2 separate regions of the Triticum aestivum genome follow, and region 2 is linked to region 1. Evidence: chromatin contacts called from public Hi-C data. All regions are on one chromosome and are shown on one strand. The core of a region is the stretch at or near the end of the contact, and the rest is flanking DNA. Distances in the headings are between cores, read along the strand shown. Region 1 has its middle 29 kb from the start of TRNAK-UUU. Region 2 holds the start of LOC123134540.

Region 1 (4,081 bases), core at 887-3,386:
CATTCAACTTGTCGGTCTGTTTGAACACCCAACAATCTCTGTTAGTGTGGTTGGCTGGCTTATCAGGGGTGCCGTGAATTTGGCACGAGCGGTCGAGTATGTTGTCGGAGTAATTGACCACGGGTACCCCGAAGACGGCAAGACAATATTTCAAGACATCGGGGCTAGCAAAGCCCCTCAGTCCGACTGCCCGGCCGCTCCTGCCGGCTCCCCGTCCGACTGCTCTGCCCGGCCGGCTACCGGCTGCCGACTGCGCCCACCAGCCGACCCGACACCGACAAGACATCAACGAGACGGCCATACTGCGACGTCATCTACAGTGTACCGGTTCCCTTGACACTATTTTATAAAGTGCCCAGGGGACAAGCATGACATGCACCACACCTCTTATGGGCATGGTGCACCATGCCCACTTGCCCCCCACGCCACTCACCTAGCTTAAGAAATAAGCTAGCCATGCCTATATAAAGGCACACATCCATCCATCCACGGGATGGACTCCCACGGCCACAATGGCTCCATGGAGACTCACGCGTACACACAAGCAAGCTACCTAGCAAGAGAGCTAGCTAGCCAGCCACACACTCACGCATGCATGCTCAGGCACATGCGGCCATACACACATATACGAGGCCAGATGCCTATGGCACTGACCTTAGATATAGCTCAAGGAGCACTCTATACCAGATATACCAGATACACTCAGACATGCAGCAGTAGGAGTATTACCTCTCCGAAGAGCTCCGAAGCTGGGTATACCACCGCGTGCTACTCGCATACCCGCTCCCGGTCCTATCAGCAACAGTCTTACCCTCACACTAAGCCCTTGTGGTATATGTCGTCTTGCAACACCCCCCGTGAGAATGCCACGACATTTGGCGCCCACCGTGGTGTGGTACTACTACTACGCTACCACGCTGCTGCTGGTTTCGCAGTCCGGGCGGGACCACTTTCGTCATCATCGCGACGTCGTGCCGTCTCTCTAATAGCGGTCGGGGGCTCGACATCGACATGCCCCCGGAATGGCCGTGAGGGGCGGCGTGACCTCGCCATCGGCCTTGCCTTCTTCACCACCACCGCAACGCCGACCGTCCGTCCGCGTGCGTGCTGCGCGCGGGGCCTCGTTTCGGTCGGCCGTGGCCATCCACGCGTCGCTCGCGTCTGCTTCCCTCCGCGTTGCGCCTTGCTCCTGCCGAAACGAGTGCTCGCCCCTCCATATGCTATCTTTGCGAGCTAGCTAGAGGCATGTCAAACAATGGTCAAACCATGCCATACACTACCGATTTTTCGTCAAAAGAGACCCCATATTGGGTTAAAATGACAAAAAAACCACCTATGAATCAAATCGACAAAAAAAAAACCCTCGCCATGGCGGCAGGTGCGCCAGGCGACACGTGGCACCTGCCGCCATGATGTGAGGCAGCCAGCCCCGCCGCCACGCTGCCAGGCGGCCAGTCCCTCGCTACGTGATTCCAGGCCGGCGACGGAACGGGGACGGGCTCGTGGGCCTGGCCGTCACAGTATGAGGCGGCCGCACTGCTGCTGCCTGACAGCTTCTGCCGCACGCGACGAAGGGGTGGGCCCCGCCGCCACGCCCTGTGGCGGCCGCACTGCCGCTGCTGCACGCGGGCCGATCGGTGCCAGCCCCAGGACGGTCTGTGTGGGCTACGTGTCGAGACGTCACTAGCTAGAGCATGCTACAGTACACGCGTATAAATTTATGTTGATCTGTGTGCAAGACTACACCGCATTGACAATGCATGCTGCTCCATACAGGCGAATAGAACACTGTGTCCATTGAGGACGACGCATCACGTCATGGGAAAACATACATATACTATTGCAAAAACAAAAAGCCTTAGGTATATATGTTGCAGGCATGGATGGGATGGATAATTGTATCATGCAGATTCCGGGCTACGACACTTCTCGCGACGGCATGTAGAGCAGCAGTGCGGCCGCCCCAGGCCGTGGCGGCGGGGCCCACCCCTCCATCGCGTGCGGCAGCAGCGCTGTCAGGCAGCAGCAGTGCGGCCGCCTCATACGGTGGCGGCCGGGCCCACGAGCTCGTCCCCGTTCCGTCGCCGGTCTGGAATCCCATAGCAAGCAACTGGCAGCATGGCAGCGTGGCCGGCCGCCTCACGTCATGGCGGCAGGTGCCACGTGTTGCCTGGCGTGCCTGCCGCCACGGCGAGGGGGTCTTTTTTGTCAATCTTACTCAGAGGTGGTCTTTTTCGTCATTTCAATCCGGCAGGTAGTCTCTTTTGACAAAAAATCATACACTACCTATACGTTGGTTAGCCAGATAATCCCCAGACACAAGCCAGACAATGGTCATCTCTTACGCGGATAGTAGTCAGATAATGGCTATACATTAGTCAGATGCTACTCGAATAAATCCCATAGTCTGGCTGCCCCGTCCGCGCTGCTACTTCCTCATACGCGCATCACCACCACCGGCCGCGGCCGCTCTCGTGCGGCTGGCCAGGCCGCCGTGCTGCTCAAGCACAGGCCTTCCCTCGAGGCGCCAGCGCCTCGCTCTGCTCCTCTGCACCGTGCAGCTACCGCGCCGGCCCCCTGCGGTCGCCTTCTCCTCCTGCGCGCGGCTCCGCTCGTGGCCCGGCCGCCTGCCTGCCGGTCCGCAGCTGTCAACGCCCGCGGTCACCCCGGATCACCTCTGCTCTGCACGCGTGCGCGCAGCCTCCGCCCCGACGTCCCGGCTCCCCGCCCGCGGACGGTTTCGGGACGCTGGCGCTGCCCCGACCCCGTGCGCGGCTCCCCCAGCACCCGGCGACTCGGCCGACTCCTCCATCGCCCCGCCTCGCCTCCGCCGAGTCCGCGCCGGCTCCGCCCGTCCCGGCCGCCTGCAGGCTTGCGCAGGTCGGCTGCCCATCCGCCTGCCGGCTTCCGGCGACCCGGCCTCCACCGCGCTCGCTCCCGGCGATGCCCCGCGCGCCTCACCCGGCTACCGCCCCTGCTGTGGCCCGGTCGCCTACGCCATGGCTGGGCCGCTGCCGCCGGGTCGCCCCGCGCCCCTGCGGGCTCACGCTCCTCCGCTCGTCGCCCTCTCCGGCCGCAGCGCCGGGCCCGGCCTCATCTGCCGCCTGCTGGCTCCGCCTCCGCCCACGGCCGGGTCGCGCTGCCGGATCCGCTTCTGCTCGCGGCCAGGGGCCCGCGCTGGCCGGCCTCCCGTGCCGCCCACCGGACCTGCCCGCTCGGCCGGCTCCCGCACTGGACGGCTCCACTGCCGCCCTGCGCCCATCCGCGCTAGCCGCCTGCTATCGGCCCGCGCGCGCGACGGCTCCACCTCGAGCCCGGCCGCGTCCGGCTCCCTAGCGCCGCCCCGCACCCGGCCGGGTCCAGCTCCCTCCTCGCAGGCGTCTCCTCCGCTGGACGGCTCCACCAGCAAGCCGGCCCCGAGCCCGGCCTCCTCTCGCCCCCCCGCTGGCCTCCAGAGCACTTGCCGGCTCGCGGTCTCTTCGGCCGCCTCCCGTGGCGCCCGCGCGACCCGGCCGGCCGGCTCCCGCGCTCGCCGGTTTCCCTGGAACCCGGCCCCGTGCCGGCTCGGCCTCGCCGCCTCCAGCCGGCGACCCGGCGCTTGGCCGGCTCCGCCCTGCATCCCGGCTGGCCGCCTCCGTCCGCCAACCCGGCGCTTGGCCGGCTCCGCCTCGCCTGCCATCTCCACCTCGCGGGCGCTGCGTCTCCATCGGCTCGCACCCGCGGCCCGGCCTCGCCATCTCTGCCGGCCCCCGCGTCGAGTCCCCGCACCCGCGCCGGGTCCCCGCACCCCGTCGTCTCCGCCGGCTCCGCCCCGAGTGCTCGGCCACCAGCGCCGCGGCTGCCGCGTGCTCCTCCGCCCGCGCCGGCTGTGGCCCCGTGCTGGCCCGGCCGCCTGCCGGCTTTGGCCGGTCGCCTCCCGACCTCCTCCAGCCGCTCCTCCTCGCCCGCGCTGCTGCCGTCCGGCTACGTGCCGCGCCCGACGCCCCAGTCGGCCCTCGCTGTCCGGGTTCCCACCCGGCTGCAAAGAAAGAAAAAGAAAGGGGGAGTGGGTGTCGGCTGGAGAAAGAAAGAGAAAAGAAGC
Region 2 (4,081 bases), core at 539-3,038, 230 kb after region 1:
GACCGGCACGCGGCGGAGCACGGCGACACAGGCATCGTGGCTGTCGTGGACGACGCCGTGTAGTATCACTCCTCCCATGTCTGCGATCACGCCATCTGTCGCCAACATTCTCGTAACCGCACCCTACCGACGGAGAAAGAAGCCGGCTTCACGGAGATCGACAAAACGGTGGTGCGCACGTCCGCGTCTGCCACCATCATCGAGGAGATGTAGAACATGGGAGACCACCGCCGCTTGGGTCCCATGAAGGCCACTACCGAGGCGAAGCTGGCGTACACGGGTGGTGTCTTGTCCGATCGCAGGTCACTGTCGTCTCCTTCCCCTCCGGCTGAAGCACATCCCGGCGGTTCCACTTCGATTAGCGACGTTGCCTAATATAGAAAAGCAAACCACACTTTACGCTAAAGCATATACCTTCGGGGCTCACGGCAGTCTGATGAGCCGGGACATGAAGAAAACATGGGCAGTCGACCGTCAGTCATCCCCTACTCCTTGGGCTTGCTGTGGCCCATTGCTGATCGATCGGTCGATCTTATCCAAACATGCAGACTCGGCCAGGTCCATGTGCTTTCTTTCCTTCTCTTTTGAAGTGGGGCGGTCAATAGCAGTAGCAGTCCTTTCTCAAATCCTCCCTATATCCAAGACAAAAGTGAAACCTGGTCATCAATCTAAAAAGAAGAATCGACAGCCATGATCAAACTGATATTTGAACAGCCAATTTGCTGTGATCGGCCTGGAGCTGCGGCCACAAGGAAGAAATCCAGGCCGCTACTTGGCCTGGACACGAAGAAAGATAGACCAACCCTGGTCTACAGCCAGCAGTATAGCACAGGTACAGCCAGCAGTGCAATGATCATGCTGCGTAAGTACGCACGACGGTGTGCAGCCGATGTTTGGACGGTGCTACTGATCTGACCATACATGCATGGCACAAAGTGGAGGTCGACCGCTGGATCAAAGCATCGTCCAATGTTCGGCCAGTGGGTGTCGGCTGCTCAGTAGTTCCGATTCCTTAATCAATAGAGGCGGTGCAGCTGCAAGCAAAACCTCGTGCCGGCGAATCCGCGGGACGTTCGCAGCGCAAATGGCACGTAGAGGACCTAGCACGCCGCTCGCAACTGCTTCACACGACCGGCGGCAGCAAGATCTCCCGGTCCTCGTCACCCGCAGGACAAAGCGCAGGCGGCCGCCCGACCCCGACGTGTCCCAGCCAGCTTCGTCCCCCCTGCGTCCGCGCTGTCGTTCCGATCCCACCTGGCGCACTTCACCGTTAATTAAAGCGAAAGGCGCAGATAATGTGATCATTTTGGATAACAAAGCATGGGATGAATCTGAATCTCATGTGACTAATAACGCACTATGCAGATCGTCGTCAGAAACAACCGTGAAGCAGCCCGAAGCCGAATGCTTCTCCAATTCTATCTGCGGATAATAATAGAAGATGCACAGCCTGTTGATCGGACCTAGTACTAGGAAGGACCGTGCCATGTTTATCACGACTCCAAGTGGACAGTAGTACCAACGAGTAACCTCTTTGCTGATCCGCGGCGAGACGAGGGAGAAAAGTAGTAAGCGTGTCTTTTCTTTCCCATCATCAGGATATAAGCAAGCGTGTCAGTGTTTTTTTAAGAGATTTTTTTTTTTGGCGAACGTTGGGTTGGGATAGAGGGATGGTCAGGGCCCCGCGAATTCCGGCCCACGTCAGCCGGCCGCGCCCACCGTTGACTCCCCCACCCCCGCCCACGGTCTGCCCGCGGGTGGCCTCCCGATAAAAGGCCCGCACGCCATACGCTGCCACGACACGGCGCAACTGCACAACAGACCGAAGAAACGCACAGCCGCAAAGAGACCAGACCCAACCGCATCGGCCCGGCGGCGCAGGGGTTTCCTTCCTTCCACGATCCACGGTCGCGGCGAGGCGATGGACGCCGACCACGGCGGCGGGGTGGACGAGGCGGAGGCGGCCTTCTTCGCGCGCCGGGGCAGCCGGTGCTGCTGCTTCCCCTGCTGGCCCTCCTCCACATCCTCCTCGTCCTCCGCCCTCTCCCACCAGCGCGTCGGCGGGGCGGCGGCGACGCTGGGCGGGGAGGAGGAGCACTGGTGGCAGGGCGCGGTGGACGCGCTGCTCAAGGTGCGGGAGTGGTCGGAGCTGGCGGCGGGGCCGCGCTGGAAGACCTTCATCCGCCGCTTCGGGCGCGGCCCCGGCGGGCCCCGCCCGCACCACAACTTCGGCGGCCGCAAGCTCAACTACGACGCGCTCAGCTACGCGCTCAACTTCGACGAGGGCCACGGCGCCACCCCCGAGGCCGGCGACCACGCCGGCGGCTACCGCGACTTCTCCTCCCGCTTCGCCGCCCCGCCCGCCTCCGCCAAGTCCTCCATGGACCTCGGCGGCCGCGACGCGCCGCCGCTCTTCCACCCGCCGCCCGCCGACGGGGCCCCACGGGCCTGACCGCTCCTCCGCCCCCTCGGATCGCGCCACAGGAAAAGGAAAGGTATCGCTCGACGGTGGTGGTCAAACTTCAAAGCGTGGCAAAAAGACGGTGGCCTTTTCTCGGATGGTTCGGCTCCATAGGACGGGATGCGGATGGGGATCGTTTCTTTCTTCCAGTTCTTTCTCTCCTCCCCTGCTGCTCCCATGATTGATTGTTCGTCGCTGTATAAAGAAAAACAAAGAAGAAGAGAAGCGATTGCTACATTCGTTGTCGTACTTAATCAAGTTTTGTCCCCAATTACGGCTGATAATTTCTTCGTGTTTGATTTTGCGAATGGTTGGTCAGTGACTTCTTGGCGTCGCATTAGCAATTTCGCCGTTGTTTTGCATAAACAAAAGTTGAGTGTCCGGCCGGAAACTTGGGCGATTGGTAAGAAGAAGAGGAATTCTGAGCGGAATTCTAAAAGCTTGGCGTGTTCCAGCTGGGACTGATTGCGACCCAAGAAACGACGGGAGACCTCTGGCTGGAGGCGTTCAGCCGAGATAGAGATGCTTGTCGCGACCGAGCACGTCTTACCAGAGAAGACGGCCGTGATCTTGTGACGCATGTCCCCACTTTTGGAGGTGTTCCACGGCCTGATGCATGTGAACGATCATCAATCACTGTTACTCCTCGCTGTGAATTGGATGGTCAAGTAGAGAATTGATGTGAATTCATCGCGCCAACCGTGATCTGAAGAGAATCATGGACCGCAGCATCGAATTCCAGACACACAGGTTTGCTTGATGTTAACCTCCAACCATCCATCGCCGGACCAGAATAGAATGCTTCTGGGTTGTCGTGTGGATACAGGTCGCATTGGAGCAGAAAATACGTACAAACTACTCTTATCATCCACTTTGAATGGTATAGTGGTTTCCTTCCTGGAGTACGCAGACCAGCTTTGACAATATGAAAACCATACGACATACTCATCAATCATGATCAGGTATTCAGGTGTATGAATATGTGTGACATCTTAACTTTGTCATGACCCACGTCTGTGACGAGCTCATGCAATGCTGTCCATTTCAATCATGCATGGGAATGAATAATAATCCTAGTCTCAGGGCTTTGTTAGGTACTGCAATGCTGATCTGTGCCGAGTGTTCCGCCATCAGATTTTGTAAGGGACGAACCTGGCTTTCCAACAGAAACTATATATTGTAAGCTGTATCATATCATCAGATATGGCAACTAACAGCAGCAACTGAAAACTATGGTGTAAACAATGCTGATGCACTGCCGTATCAGCATCTGGTTGATGATTGCAGTAGCTGTGTGGGCATTTGGTATGTTCATCCTAGTAGTAGTTGAACACTAATCATTTCCACGCCAAATAATTTAGTAGACTAGTACTAGCTCACATCTCAAAAGCAAACTGCTGGAATTATTGTCGGCATCTCCGGCTGTTTAATCAGTATGGGTGTGTGTGTGGAGGGCTGTCAGTTGTCACCTCTTCTTGCTGTCTGATTAAGTATGCTAGCTATCATGATATGATAATCTGATAACGTACATAACTTGCACTGTTCCACACCACTTACAGCTAGTACTGTCAGATAACAACATTATAAAATCTTGAGTGCAGCCAGAAGCCTAGCTAGCAA

What was found. A called contact is a pair of places that touch in the nucleus more often than the background predicts.
Region 2: a Hi-C map of root shows a contact between it and region 1, with 5 times the contacts expected there. The contact joins the promoter of LOC123134540 here to the enhancer-like site in region 1. A contact is called at or near these places in 2 of 5 Hi-C or Micro-C datasets (leaf and root).

Annotation. Positions count from the first base shown.
Region 1 is chr6B:602,611,930-602,616,010 of IWGSC CS RefSeq v2.1, forward strand. No RefSeq gene overlaps it. Among protein-coding and RNA genes, the nearest start is that of TRNAK-UUU, 29 kb to the left of the region's middle. Within about 2 kb of position 2,137, at least 8 of the 8 cell types and tissues checked have an H3K27ac peak or open chromatin away from gene starts, as enhancers often do. A contact at or near this core is called in leaf and root, where this site is marked.
Region 2 is chr6B:602,844,345-602,848,425 of IWGSC CS RefSeq v2.1, forward strand. LOC123134540 reads left to right here and starts at 1,789. Exons shown (of 1, transcript XM_044553776.1): 1 at 1,789-2,715. The coding sequence starts at 1,922. The coding sequence ends at 2,452.